Linked DNA regions of Danio rerio: region 2 is linked to region 1. The links are chromatin contacts, called in public Hi-C maps. All regions are on one chromosome and are shown on one strand. Each heading gives the region's core, a stretch centred on a gene start, on an enhancer-like site or on the middle of the called end of the contact. The rest is flanking DNA. Distances are from core to core; before and after follow the strand shown. Region 1 overlaps egf (epidermal growth factor). Region 2 holds the start of lrit3a (info leucine-rich repeat, immunoglobulin-like and transmembrane domains 3a).

Region 1 (4,138 bases), core at 1,523-4,022:
CCATTGCTTATTTCATATTTCAGCACTTCTGTGTTTGGGCAGTTTTATTGAATTAATTATTTAAAATGTCTAAACTTACTTTACATGGTCTCTATTTGATTTAATTGTTCATTTGCTAATTTTATCTTCTTTATTCTTTATCTTTATCTTTTATGTCGTGTGGATTATTTAGTTGAATTGAAGCATCAATAATTATCAGCTATGATGGTCAGAACAGCTCAAACTGTTCCCAATGCATAAAATACTGGAGGAAATCCTAAACTTTTTTGAGGTTTTAAAAAGGTCTCTATAAAAATCTCTTCAGAAAGTATTTATTGTATTCTTTTGGGATTCTCCATTTAACGCATGTTAAAAACCAGCACAGCTCAATATGATTGACAAGCATTAACCAAGGAAACACCAATATTCCTGCTGTTTTGTTTGTAGCGAATAAATCAGCATTATTATTTAGCCTGTCTACTGTTTTTGTTTTGGTGGGAGCAAATTTGCATTATTATCAAGCATGTCTACTCTTTTTGCTCTGTGCAGGCATGTTTTACAGCATTTGGCATAATAGTGCAGCATGATGTTAAAAAAAATCTAGAATTTAGTTTTTCTGCAATATATTTATTATGATACAATTTCACTAGATGTCTTTAATAGTTCTGTTTGGAGTTAATTCAACAGATTGATTATGCATGACATATAAATAAACAAATTAAAAGTAGCATGTAAGCAAGCAAAAAAGTAAGTCATGGTTAGGATGAAAAGCATAGATAAATACAATAGGGCAAAAATGAAAGTGAAAAACAGAGCTTTTCTGGGGAGTCTAACAGTATTCAAATACAACATTAATAATTAAATGGAAAATAATCATATAAGGTTTTTATTGTATAAATAATTCAGTAAAATAACTCTTCATTTAAAGGTATAAACTGTACAATTTCTTATACTTGAATTCTTTAGACTTTCTTGTGCCTGAATGTTTACAGTCACAGGCCTTAAAACACAGAGAGATAATACACTTTCACTCTTTTGTGGTTAAACTCCACAAATCTCATGTGTTCTGAACTGTGGTTCTTGCTCAACTATAATTCCAACATATTAAATCAACATTGCACATGCTTGCAATGTGACTATTGCAGATGTTTACATTGCGATATCAATGCTGAAACGATATATTGTGCAGCCCTATGGCATAATTTCACAAAGGTAAAGTTAGATCATCAAGACTTTGCATTACTATGAAAGTGTACTATCTAGTTTAAGCTTAAAACTAATGTATGTACTCACTGCTGAAAGTTCAGCCAAACATAAAGTTTTGTTTTGTTTTGTTCATATACTCATTTTAAGCTATATAAAACATTTAAAACAGTATTCAACAATTTGCTTGTAAAAAATCTGCAATCGGACACGGTCATAAAAAAATCAAGATCTCTGATAGTAAGTTTGTAAGACTAGGACTCACCAGTGGCAGCGCAGTGTTTTCCATCAGGCTGTATTTGGTATCCAGGATGGCATTCACAAACCCACCGGCCTGGATATAAAGTCACACACATCTGACTGCAGCCGCCACGATCTGCAGACAAACAGCCTGAAACACACAGATGATGTTAAGGAAACTGTCATGTCACAGTACAGTATGTGGATTGCAGCATATTTTATAAAGAAGAAAAAAACACACCTGTACAAGATTGGCCATCAGGATTGAGTAGAGATCCTTCAGGACACACACACATATTTCCTTGTGCTGTGTGAACACATGCATGATCACAATCCACAGCTTTCCCCACACAAGGCTTGTTCTCTGTAGACACATGCAGATAAAAGTTAAGACAGGCCATTTGTTCTGACACAAACAAACTCACCAAAATGTATTATGTTGTAGTTTATTTCCTTTTTTTGATACCCCCTAAAGCATTTTTGCTGTATTTTATAATTTAAAAGTTTAAACAAAACAATATTTACTAAAAGTTATATTGAATCCAAAAATAGAAATTATGTTATTATTTACTATTATTAAATTATTTACATTATTTACTATTATTTTCATTCTTCTGTTAAACCCAAAATAAGTTAATTAGAAAAATGTTGAAAACCTGTAACCACTGACTTACATTTATTTAAATTAAATTAAACTAAACTAAACTAAACTAAACTAAATTAAATTAAATTAAATTAAATTAAATAATAAAATATAATAAATTAAATAGATTAAATAATAAATTGAAATAAAATTAATTAAAATACATTAAATAATAAATTAAAATAAAATAAATAATAATATAAAATAAAATAAATTTAGATAATAAAATAAAATAAATAAAAAATAAAATTAATTAAAATACATGAAAAAAATATTATTTACTTTAATTTAATTTAATTACAATAAAGTATATAGAATTTATACTCCATAACTATTATGTTGTGAAAATGTCAAAAATTAATACAACAATGAGGAAATTAAAGATGGTTAAGAGAGGATTTACTTAACATTTAATATTTAGTATTTCATGCTTTATTAAATTTCATCAGTTGTAGTATGAATCAATTTGGGCTTGACTGTATTTATTTTCTTGCAATATAAAATATTGTATGCTTGTGAATTAGTAGCACTGTATGAAAGTCTTTAACAGTATCTCAATGACAATTTAACAACATGTCTGTTTTTGCTGACGACGTTCAGGGTCAGTATCCTCCTTAAACCAAGCATTAACAGGATGGTATGGTCATTTCAGGAGATTGTGAAATGCTGGCTGAACAGCCTGATGCCGGATGACCAGATAACGCAAACAGGTCTAAAGACTCAAGCCAACGGCCTCAATCTTTCATTTCCAAACGCCCTGTCCTCACATGATCAATAGTCACCTCAGTTTTTCCATGAACACCTCTTTGTCGTGGCCATGTGCCTGTTAGACAGTCCTTATTCTGACACCCAATAATCCCAAATCCAATCATCCTATATTTACAAAACACTAGCACTGAAATCAATTAAGACTGTCTACAACAGGTTTACTCAGATTGATAACAACAATGATAGTGCTTTGATTCGCATCAAATTAGTTACACTACATAAAGAAGATATGAATATAGACCTAAATCCAGACACCTCCAAAAAAATACGTGTTTTTATGCTGAAATGTGAACCCTTCCATCACCAGTGCTGATGATTGAGTTTGAGGTAGCCATATGGTGGGACTCAACCTTCTTAACGGGACACTCTCTACAATCCCGTTATGATGTCAGGACCATAATCCCACCCGCAGAGGTGAAAGTGCACAAGGGGTCCTGGAGTGAAGCATTAGTTAGGATTACATCACATTTCGCTCTCGAAACCATCTTAAAAGAATTATTTTTGTTGTGTACATTTACATTGTACATTTAGATTTTTGTGCATTATTTGCATTATTATTAGAAATATAAGAAATAAATGTAATGAAACTTAGAGAATTAGACCTTCTTCAACATTCCCATGTTACCTATGAAAAGGCTGTACACTGATTTTATGGGAAGGACTAATGGAGTATGTTTTTGCCAGGAACATCAAATGTGTCTGACATTTACACATGATCTTAAAAACCTCTCTTCAATTATATAAGACACAAGAAACAAATTAGTTTAGCATAATGCAGAAACACCATTGTGTACTGTATGTGAAAGTAGGGTTGTCACATTACCAAAATTTCAGTGGTCTGTACAGTCAAAGTGTCATACAAAAGTGTTCAGTTATTGAACTATATCCTCATATAGCCAGATCTGTTCTGAGTCTTAAATAAAATATTTTAGAATAAAACTCCTATAAGTGTAATTTTAATAACCTCATCTGTTGAAATGATGCTGGTAAATTACAGAGCTTGTGCAAATATGTCCAAATCACTGTGATTAGATGCTTTCTTAACTGCCGTTTTTTCATTGCTGTCATTTAATTATGTTATTGAGAGGAAAGAATGCAGTACATACAGTTGAAGTCAGAATTATTAGCCCCCTTTGATTTTTTTTAATTGTTTAAATATTTCCCAAATTATGTTTAACAGGGCAAAGACATTTTTTACAGTATGTCTGATAATATTTTTTCTTCTGGAGAAGGTCTTGTTTTATTTCGGCTAGAACAAAAGCAGTTATTATTTTTTAACACTATTTTAAAGACAAAATTATTAGC
Region 2 (4,175 bases), core at 1,416-3,915, 39 kb after region 1:
CCAGTGTTCACGGTGACCCAAGTTCGATCCCTGCCACGAGGTCCTATGCTGATCTTTCCTCTCTCCCCACTCTTTCCTCTCTACTCTCTACTGTCCTTTCGAATAAAGATGAAAAAAATGTTGAATACACAAGAAAGAAAATTAGGATTATAAGTTGTTTTTTTTGGTTTATTCAACTTCAGGCATTCCAGTGCAGCAGACGAGAAATGTTTAGTTGGCACAACTTAAAAAGTTTTGTTAGAGAGTAGTTCACCTCTCAAGAAAATGAATAATCTTATGTTAACCCAACTAAATGTTTTTTGTATTACTGACAAATAATTTTAGGTCAGTGCAGCTGATGTTTTCAAAAGTTAAGTGAACAAGAAAAAGTGAAAGGTAATAAGGATGATGTTTTTTGTTGTTGTACTGACTTATAAATGTTTACAGTGCAGAAGTAAAAACAGTAAAGAAACAAAAAAACAAGTTAAAATCTCAGTATTTTACATCAACATTTATAACCTCTCTTGTTATTTTAAATAATTTTGAGTGCCAGTTTGAGTGCACTCAAAAAAATTTAATTATTGATGTAAATCCATTTAATTACGACACACATTTCTACTCATTTGAATTGTGTTATTTCAAAAGGAATCCAAGAGCTACACTGTAAAACATGCAGGGTTCCATCCAATTCCTTCACTTTGCCCCAACACAAATCTATTAAGTTTGAATTGATTGAGCATAAAAAATTGAGTTGTCCCCCCAAAAAACTCAAGAATTGTGTTGTTTCAACTCATTTTCAATAAGTAGTTTGAACAAACAGCAAAAGTAATTTTTACAGTGTAGTTACACAAGCACAATTCCTTCATTTTGTCTCAACATAAAATGATTAAGTTATCTTATTTTATTAATATTATTACTATTTTCTTTAACAAACTTAAGTGGATTGAAAATAAAATTAATAAAGTATTCAAAAAAAACAACAACACTCCAATTGTATTGTTTTAGCTCTTTTTAAACAAGTAGTTTGAACAAGTACTTTTGGTTGTCTATGTGAGGAATGTCTGCCTCTGAAACAACACTGAGTAAAAGGAAGGGAGTTGTTTGTTTTTTACATGTATAATTTACGCTTGCACTACAATTCAATTACTAAATGATTAAAAATGGCTTCCTAGCGTGTATGTTCACACTCTAGGGCTAAGCTCTAAAGATAAACACAAGCTAATACCCCACGTGATAGTTTTAAATCTATTTTTTATTACAGTGGATGACTTCTACCCTAATTCATTTATTTTCAAGTACGTATTATTTAAAATGTTGTTGTTATTATAAAGAGAATATAAAACTATTAATGTAACACTTCATGTAAAGTAGTCCGCAGGAAAAAAGGAAAACTCCACAATAAGGTTTCCTTACTTAACTACATTAGTTTCTACAAAAATAATTCTAGAGCTACAGTAGTTTTGTTCGCAGTAATAATACTGTGCACTTTATTTAAAGGTCAAGAATCTGAGAATTAGTTAATGCACCGTAAACTAACATGGAATTCAGCATTTGTATTACCTAACATTACCAGATATTATCAAAATTAATCATGCATTAAATGCTAAATGCTCTAAATATCTTTCATTTGATCATTTAATTTCGTTTTAAAATGCCGTCACATTCTATTTAAATATAAGTGCACAGAAATGCAATAATTAAAGTTAACAAATAAAACACAACTGTAAAGAGTGAATGGAAATAAATAGATTTATCTGCACAAGGCTATTAGGCAAGAACATGTTTATATAAGCCTTATGCTCAAAATTATATAACTTAAGTGTCAAGAACCATGCAAAATTAAAACCTCTAGCTAACTATATGAAATGTAGTCTACCCATTCTTAACTTTGAACAACATCTAGTCTAGTTATTTTGTTTAATATTTATGGGGGAAATATTATTTTAATGTATTGTATCTATATACGGGCAATATCTGTAGCTACAAAGTTTTCAAATATTGTTTAGCTCTTGTATTTCTTCTTTATGTCCATCTAATAGCTTGTCTACTATTTTATTCCTGAATTTATGCATTCATTCATTGATTTTCTTTTCGGCTTAGTCCCTTTATTAATCAGGGGTCGCCACAGCGGAATGAACCACCACCATGATTTACACAATGAATGTAAATGAAATTAAGAGTTGAAGTTTTATTAAATTATTATTATTAACATTTGTAGTTTTATTGCCATTTTGTTCGTATTTATTAAAATTTTATTACATGCTGTTGTGTAGTAGTGCGTTTACTGTACCTGCTGCCAGTGCCGTCGCTGCGGCCGTGGTAGACACATGTGCACTGGGAAGGGCAGAAAGGTTGTGCCACACTCCAGCAGCCCAGCAGAACCTGCGCCACCAGCAGACGATACATCCTTCAGTCAGCCGAAGCACAGCCACGGATCCTCGCACTCACACACATCAGACCCCACTCGAACATCAGTGGACAAAAAACCCTTTATCAGTCCTGGACGAGAACGAAAAAACGCAAGAAAAGCCCGTACCGGCAGGCATCACCTTTAGCATGCTAACAGGTGAGAGGAGAGGGACGCAGGAAGCTGAGCAGCGCGGGGACCGGGAGGGGCAACCGAGATTAGAAAGAGGATTTCTCAAGGCTGAGTAGGTCACTAAAGTTGAACAGGGTGGGATGGGAAGTGTGTATGAGTTTATTTGTGTATGTGTGTGTGTGAGAGAGTTGGAGGAGGAGGAGGATAAGCTCTGCAGGCACACGCTAATCGGCTAATGACAAGAAGAAGTTTCTCTCGGCATCATCACGTGACCGCTGTTAGACACTTTTCCATCATGCGCGGAACTGATTTTTATGACAAGCCGTTTATGGAAATCTGAATCCGATTAATATAGAAATATGTGAATAAATGTTTTAATGTGCAATAAATGTAATTATTATTATTATTTTATTATTATTATTATTATTATTATTATTATTATTATTATTATTATTATTATTATTATTATTATTATAAGGGTTAAACAATGAAACTAAACGCCTGGTTTTAGACCACAATAAATAAGATGTAGCACCCAATACAGCATCAGTTCGTCTTTGGAATGAGTCCTGCACAGTTTCCAGAGGGATTTGAGACATTTTGTCTTGCAGAATATTGGCCTGTCCATGAAGAAAAACGTTTCTCTGACTCATTCATTTACACCCCAAAGTGGCTCAAACATATTTATATCTGGTGACTGTGCAGGCCTTGGGAGATGTTCAACATCACTTTCATGTTTTTCAAACCACTCCATCACCAGTCTTGCTTTGTGTATTGGTGCACTATTATCATCTTGCATGACACCACCTTCCAGATACAATGTTTGAACCATTGGGTGCACATAATCCTCCAGAATTGTTCGGTTTAGCCTTTGGTAGTGACATGCCCATCTAGCACAAGTTTTGGGCGTAGGAAATGCAATGATAAATGCAGCCCAAACCATCACTGATTCATGCCTTACTCTGGGCATGCAGCAGTCTTGGTGCTATGCTTTTTTGGGGGTTCTCCACACCGTAACTCCCCTGGATGTGGGAAAGACAGTGAAGAGTCATCAGAGAACAATACATGTTTCAGATTGTCCACAGCCCAAGATTTTCACTGCTGGCACCATTATCAACATTTACCCTTGGCACAAGTGACCAAAGGTTTAGCTATAACTGGGCTGGGCTGCTGTGGTTTTGTGTTTTTTGGATGCAATCTGTGTTAGCACCAGGACATCCCTTTCAGACAGCTTCCTCTTGCATGCACAGTTAATCTTGTTCAATGCGGTTCGTCCTTCTTGGTGGTATGCTGACATTACCCTGGATACTGTGGCTATTGCTACATCACAATGACTTACTGTCTTGGTCTCAGATGCACCAGTGAGATGCGCACAAACAATTTGTTCTTATTTGAACTCTGATATGTCACACACCCATAATGTTATGTGCATTGCAATATTTTAAGCAAAACTGCTATTACTCAGATAATTAAACCTTCATGCTCTGCTCTTAAGCTGTGGTCATATTTGCACTTTTCTCCCCATAGACTTCCATTCATACGCACGTGAATGCGTCAGACTGGAAATGCAAGCTCGTGCGACAAATTTTGCAGTTCGCTGTGTTGCAAAGTTCAAGCTTGGTGAACTCTGACCTGTGAAATCGCATCACTTGACTGT

The links. Hi-C and Micro-C count contacts between places; a contact is called where the count stands out from the background.
Region 2: a Hi-C map of an unstated tissue shows a contact between it and region 1, with 7 times the contacts expected there. The contact joins the promoter of lrit3a here to the enhancer-like site in region 1. A contact is called at or near these places in 2 of 18 Hi-C or Micro-C datasets (caudal fin and an unstated tissue).

What each region holds. Positions count from the first base shown.
Region 1 is chr14:40,922,374-40,926,511 of GRCz12tu, forward strand. It overlaps egf (epidermal growth factor), which reads right to left. Exons shown (of 24, transcript NM_001365528.1): 8 at 1,664-1,786; 9 at 1,448-1,573. Among named protein-coding and RNA genes, the nearest start is that of egf, 20 kb to the right of the region's middle. Within about 2 kb of position 2,773, at least 3 of the 62 cell types and tissues checked have an H3K27ac peak or open chromatin away from gene starts, as enhancers often do.
Region 2 is chr14:40,961,007-40,965,181 of GRCz12tu, forward strand. It overlaps lrit3a (info leucine-rich repeat, immunoglobulin-like and transmembrane domains 3a), which reads right to left and starts at 2,666. Exons shown (of 4, transcript NM_001128694.1): 1 at 2,270-2,666. The coding sequence starts at 2,385.